Regions from separate parts of the Mus musculus genome. Here region 1 is linked to region 2. A link is a contact called in public Hi-C data. All regions are on one chromosome and are shown on one strand. Each heading gives the region's core, a stretch centred on a gene start, on an enhancer-like site or on the middle of the called end of the contact. The rest is flanking DNA. Distances are from core to core; before and after follow the strand shown.

Region 1 (2,883 bases), core at 235-2,734, 440 kb before region 2:
AAAGCATCCATTCCAATAATTTCCCCTTTTCTTTATAATTCTTCAAAATAGAGTTACATCATACCCCCATTTCCTCCTCCAGCCTTTGCCCGTCCTCGCCTTCTGACTCTCATACCTACCTTACTCCCTCCTTTTTTCTTTAAAGCACATCATATTTATCAACAAATGACTTGGAGTTGATAGTTCTGGTTTGATATTCTCAGGAATCCTGGGATTCTCTCAATGTGTGATTGCACATATTTTCCTTAAGGAAGATTATTTTGAGTTACAAAAAAGGAAAGATTTATTTTAAATTTATGTGCATGGAGTGTTTTACCCGAATGCCTTTCTGTACACCATATACCTGTTTGGTACCTATAGAAGTCAGAGGAAGGCATCTGATCGCCTAGAGCTGGACTTACAGGCAGTTGTGAACTGTCATGTGGGTTCTGGGATCAAATATGGGTCTTCTGGAAGCATCAAGCATTTTTAAGTTTGTTTCTTCTCCTTTGCTTTGGTTTCCCCTTTATGGGGACTGGTAACATTCATATGTTAAATTATTTCTGGTTGTCTGCATTGTTTCTCATCTTCTGTAGACTCCTTAACATTTGCTTTTTACACTCCTTTGTTAAAAACATTTTGATGTTCAGAAGGTATTTCTAATTGTGTTTATTCTTTTGTTTCTTGTAATTTAATTTATAAAGTGATTATGTTTTATTTGTAATTTTAAAAAAAGTTTGTTCCTTTATTTCTAGGTTTTTCCAAATCTGACTTTTGTTTTTCTTGCATGCCTTGTGTTAGTTTTCTTAATATCTCTCAATTTGTTTTGAAAGAGCTCAGTTCTAGAATACTGTCACAAGGGACGTTACTGTGGGAGTTTTTTCTTAAGTTGTCACTCTGTACAGACTTTGGCCTGCATATATCTCTATCACTACTTTTCATGTGGATTCCAATTTCCTCAACTTCCAGGGCAGGAGGAGGAGTTAGAGGATTGAGGGAGCTGGATGGCATTAGCTCTTGGGCTCTCATCACAGGACCTTCATCTGTGCCCCCTGTAGAGGAGGAACGCCCCCCACTCCCTTTGTATCCCCAGTTCCTCAAGAGCCAGCTTAGTACTGGCTAGTGAATTCCTGCTGGTTGTGTGGGCTAGCATTTCTTTCTCTTAGACCTTGTCAAGTGACAACAACACACAGGTTTGGACAACAGAGGTGTGGTATTTGGGGATACAAGAGAAACCTTGTCACCCATCTTTGTGACAAATCTTGCCCTCATCTTGTGCTTTTACAGTCTACATATTCTGTATTAAGTCAAGGTTCTGGAAGGTCTGTGTGTGTGGATACCACAGCCAATGTCCCAGAATTCTGCTTCCAGTTGGCTCTGCAGAGAGTCTTAGTCTATGTGGTCAGCTGGGTTCTCTGGATTTTCCCAGGAGACTAAGGGCTATGGTGTACAGGAACTATGCTTGGGTGAGGCTTGCCTCATAGCTGCTTCGGGTGTGGGAAATCACAGCTGTGTCTAACTGTGAGGCTCAGCCAAACAACTGCCATTTGCAGGAGTTCAGCTGTGCCTGTGTGCAAAAAGCCATCACAGCTGGGCTTGTTGATGTGGCTGCTCCCTCACAGAAGGAGGACCAGAGATGGTCATTGTGCTCTTAAGTATCCAGCTACCCCTTCCAACCAGTTGTTTGTAGTCTGCCTTAACTCCAGGAGGCCTTGGAGTCTGGTGCTATTATGGGGAGGCACCATCATCATGGTGGGTGAAGACTTTGCAGTGAGGCTGCATTGGGGTCTCCCACAGTCCTCATGTATGGTCTGTAAATAAGCTCACTGAACTTACTAGTCTTCCGCGGGGGCCTTTGTGGACTTGAACTTTTGGTTTGTCACTGAGACCTTAGAAGGAGTGGGGGGAGTTGTTGCTTCATCCACCAGGGAGAAATTTTTGAAAAAAAATTTTTTTTTTAAAGTTTAAATATAAAACTTTTATATTTAAATTTAGAATGCTGTTGGCCTCTGTCTTTTTATTTTCCCTAGAATATCTTCGAAATTAGCAGCAGGATCTGCAACCAAATAGGCAGGATGTGCCTCTACACATCCGTTCTTCTCACCCTGGGCCCCTGAGGACCAAATGTGAGCCAAGACTGATCCTTAGTTGTGCTTCCCCCAACCTTCTCTGCCTATAAAACATTTGTTTGGTCTCTGTGTAATATGAGCTGTTATAAAAACACAAGGGCAAATGTGTCTAAAATAACCCGAAGTGAAAATAAGTAAATTAATTAGCATACAATAGATTCTTATTGTTAAGTGGGAATGCGGCCCGTCCCGTGGGGATTGGTGTTAAGTAAGATGATTGATAAATTGTTATCTTCACACAATGTCACTCAGTGAAATAATCATGCCTTTTGTAAATATTTAGTCAAGAGAGCTCTCCAGCTGTTCTCAGTTAGGTTTCCTCCACACAGCCAAAACTCTGATTTATCTCTTGTGCTGTTTAAGCATTGAGGAAGCTCACATTTTATGAGCCTCTAAATACCCATAATGGTAAGTAGTGAAAATGCCGGCCATGACAGCAATAGTCCACGTAATTATAAGGAAGAATATCTATGATGGTCAGAGATAAGAATAAGGAAATGGTTATTGTGTTTCTTTCTTCAGGTAGAAATAGATGTTGCTACCTTTAAAACACAACCAATTCCAAGAAATCTTTGTCCCTCACCATCTTCAAAGATGCACAGATAGGATGAGACAGACTGGATGAACCGAATCTCCAACCTTTGACCATGTGTTGACCAAAGAACGCATTTTTTCCATCACCTAATTTTGCACTTTTTCTTTTTTTAAAATGCAGCTGTTCCATGTTAAGACCCTCATGTAGATGTTCATAGAGTTAGCAGCATCTGAAGGCAGG
Region 2 (2,752 bases), core at 174-2,673:
GCACTGGGCCTAGCCAGCTAGCACTATATATATATATATATATATATATATATATATATATATATATATATATATAGAGAGAGAGAGAGAGAGAGAGAGAGATTGGCTTGTGTAGAGAGGGTTAAGCAGAGTGAGGGGGAACAGAGGAATGCTGTCACTCTCTTCTACCTAGGGAAGTAGCACTTCTCTTGCACATGGGGGAACAGTGTTCCCAGCATGCTAGTAAATGAACTCATGGGTGGGAAGCCCTTGGATCTCCTTAGAAGTAAGTGACTTAAAAAAACAACCAAAACCAGCCATTTGTATTACCCTTGTAGGTGATATGGTTTCAAATGGACAGAGAGCACAGTTTGTCTTCTGTTCAAATTGGCAATCCCTTCATGCCATTCTGGGAATTAGTTCAGAACTGCCTGCAGGAAACATAAATCACCTTTCATGCCCGCACCATTTCCTAGCAGGCCTGTATTTTCCCAGGAGGTTCTTTCTCTGTAGTAGATAAAAGTTTGCCTGTATTTCATGTGTTCTCACTTCATTGTGCTCCTCAGCAGATACCAGGCTGTGTCCATCATCCCAGGCAATGTTCCAGACACTTAAATCCAAGGTGGTCCCCTCTAAACCCCACTTCTTCCACTGAGTACCTCTGTCACTTTTATTGTTATCAGGGGGCATATTCTCCTTCTCAGTGGAAGGAGAGGCACGTTTGTGAATATGTGACAATAACCCGCATGCAGCTCTCTGATTATAAATATCAAGTGTTATGAAAGTCCCATCAGTGCTCTGATCAAAGGCACAGGGACTCACTGCTGAAGCAGCAGGTGACGGGGCACAACCGGAACAAAGGAAAATGCTGAGTAGACACGGGTTCCCAGGAAATTTACATTAAAGACTTTTGTCTGCTGCATTTTCAGCTGAGCTTATGAAAGGACTGAACCAAAAGCAGGCAAAGCCATTGATGTTACAATGGTACCTGATAATTAACAATAAGTTCAAGATCTACTGATCGCTAACATTCCCCATGTTTAGCTGCTAATGCAGACAACAGTAAGTGCTGGCTATAATAATCACCTTTGGCCATGGAGGGTGACAATAAACTCCTCCCATTATTTCCGTTGACCACATCCCTCAGGAAGATATTGTGCTACGTGCTGGGAGAGGTGCAGATCACAGAAAGAAATACAGAAGCTAATGTAGAGTATTTGCCTAAGCAGTAAAATCTTCTTTCCTTTATCGGAATAATAATATTAGTTTTTCTCAGTGCTGTAGCAAAAAAGAAAAAAGAAAAGTAAAGAAAAACCCCAATCCTCTTCAGAGAGAGGGGGGGTGGGCAATTTAGAAGGCATCATGCTGGAAGCCGTGGTAGCTAGAGCTGATTGGTCTGTAGTGGTTGGAGGTTTAACAGCTGGCCACATGACCGCAGTGGACAGAAACTGGAGATGAGATGGAAACAGGGTGGAGCTATTGCCCTCAAGGCTTGGCACTTGGGAGCCTGCTTCTATAACCCAGGCTTCAACTTCTAAAGATTTCACAGCCTTCCCAAAATGACACCAGCAGCTGGGAGCCAAGTGCTCAAACACAGGAGCTAGTGGGAGCCTGTGGCAGACATGGGAGACATCACACCCAAACCACACACAGGAGAGTAACTAGTTCTGTTCTGAGACCCACTGGCTGCTCAGATAGGCTACAACCATTATTGTCTTCTACAAAGCAAGGAGGCAGATATAGTTAGTCATGGGCAATACTGTCTTCCACTTAAAAGGTCATGGATTATGTTGGTATAGAATGATAAATCTAAGAGAAAGAAAAAAAATGAATTTGTCTCTCACAAGCACCTCCATAGAGAGCAAAATTCATTAGGGACAGTTTTCTATCAGTCCAAATCTAGAAGTTTCTGTGACCAGCAAGGGTCACTTTGTCATGACTTCCTGACATGGACTCTGAGGACAGAGGTAGTATCAGACTGAAATGAGATGAAACAAAGCTCACTGCAGTGCCTTGGGAAGGTTTGAGCGATGGGTGGGGCTCAAGGAAGCTTGGGCAGCATGGTGGAGGCCAGGATGCCTTTCCCCACATCTCTCTGTGTGCCTGACATCCTCAGCAGCAGCTCTGCTTCCTTCTAGAGCTGTCTCATCCTGGCTGGCCTCTTCCTTTGTGCTGAACCCAGAGTCCTGGTATTAATGATAGCCCAATTGCCAACCTGAGCCTTCTGGTTCCAGAAGCAACACTAATGTCTATTGAGCATGCCTGAGTTGACTGCTTGTTCCTCTTCTGACTTTGGGGTTCAGCTGTCCCTGGGAACCACACACCAAGTTCCACATGGCTGGTTTCAGTGCCTCACTAACACAGTGTAATACTGCCTCACGACTGTCAACCTAAAGTCAGGATTGGTCAACAAGCCAGTGCTTGAGCATGGTTCCAAGGCATGGGTGTCATAAGCCTGTGCCTGGGAACCAGCCAGAGATTAGCTATCTGCTACTACCTAGTGCATCTGTGTGACAGACACAAGTTTCTCTACTTCCCCTAGCTCTTTTGCAAAAAATAAAATAAAAAATAAAAATAATATCTATGTGCTATCACTGGTGAAATATGAGATCAGATACACATAAAAAAAGGTTCAGCATGGTTCTTGGCACAGAATTAGTTTTCCATAACAGATGGGCAGCCAGAGCCACCCCTTCTGGCTGCTTTCCACAGATTCTGTAGTTGCCATCCCTTTCCGTTTCTTTAAGCTGCCGACACCTGCCATGTTTTGCAT

The links. A called contact is a pair of places that touch in the nucleus more often than the background predicts.
Region 1: a contact with region 2 is called in a Hi-C map of myocytes, with 2.1 times the contacts expected there. The contact joins two enhancer-like sites. A contact is called at or near these places in 1 of 484 Hi-C or Micro-C datasets (myocytes), 1 of 115 datasets of contacts at active chromatin or transcription factors (large pre-B cells) and 1 of 9 other capture datasets (embryonic stem cells).

Annotation. Positions count from the first base shown.
Region 1 is chr17:4,734,037-4,736,919 of GRCm38.p6, reverse strand. No RefSeq gene overlaps it. Among named protein-coding and RNA genes, the nearest start is that of Gm23186, 57 kb to the right of the region's middle. Within about 2 kb of position 1,484, at least 28 of the 459 cell types and tissues checked have an H3K27ac peak or open chromatin away from gene starts, as enhancers often do. A contact at or near this core is called in myocytes, where this site is marked.
Region 2 is chr17:4,296,957-4,299,708 of GRCm38.p6, reverse strand. No RefSeq gene overlaps it. Among named protein-coding and RNA genes, the nearest start is that of Gm41516, 110 kb to the right of the region's middle. Within about 2 kb of position 1,423, at least 21 of the 459 cell types and tissues checked have an H3K27ac peak or open chromatin away from gene starts, as enhancers often do. A contact at or near this core is called in myocytes, where this site is marked.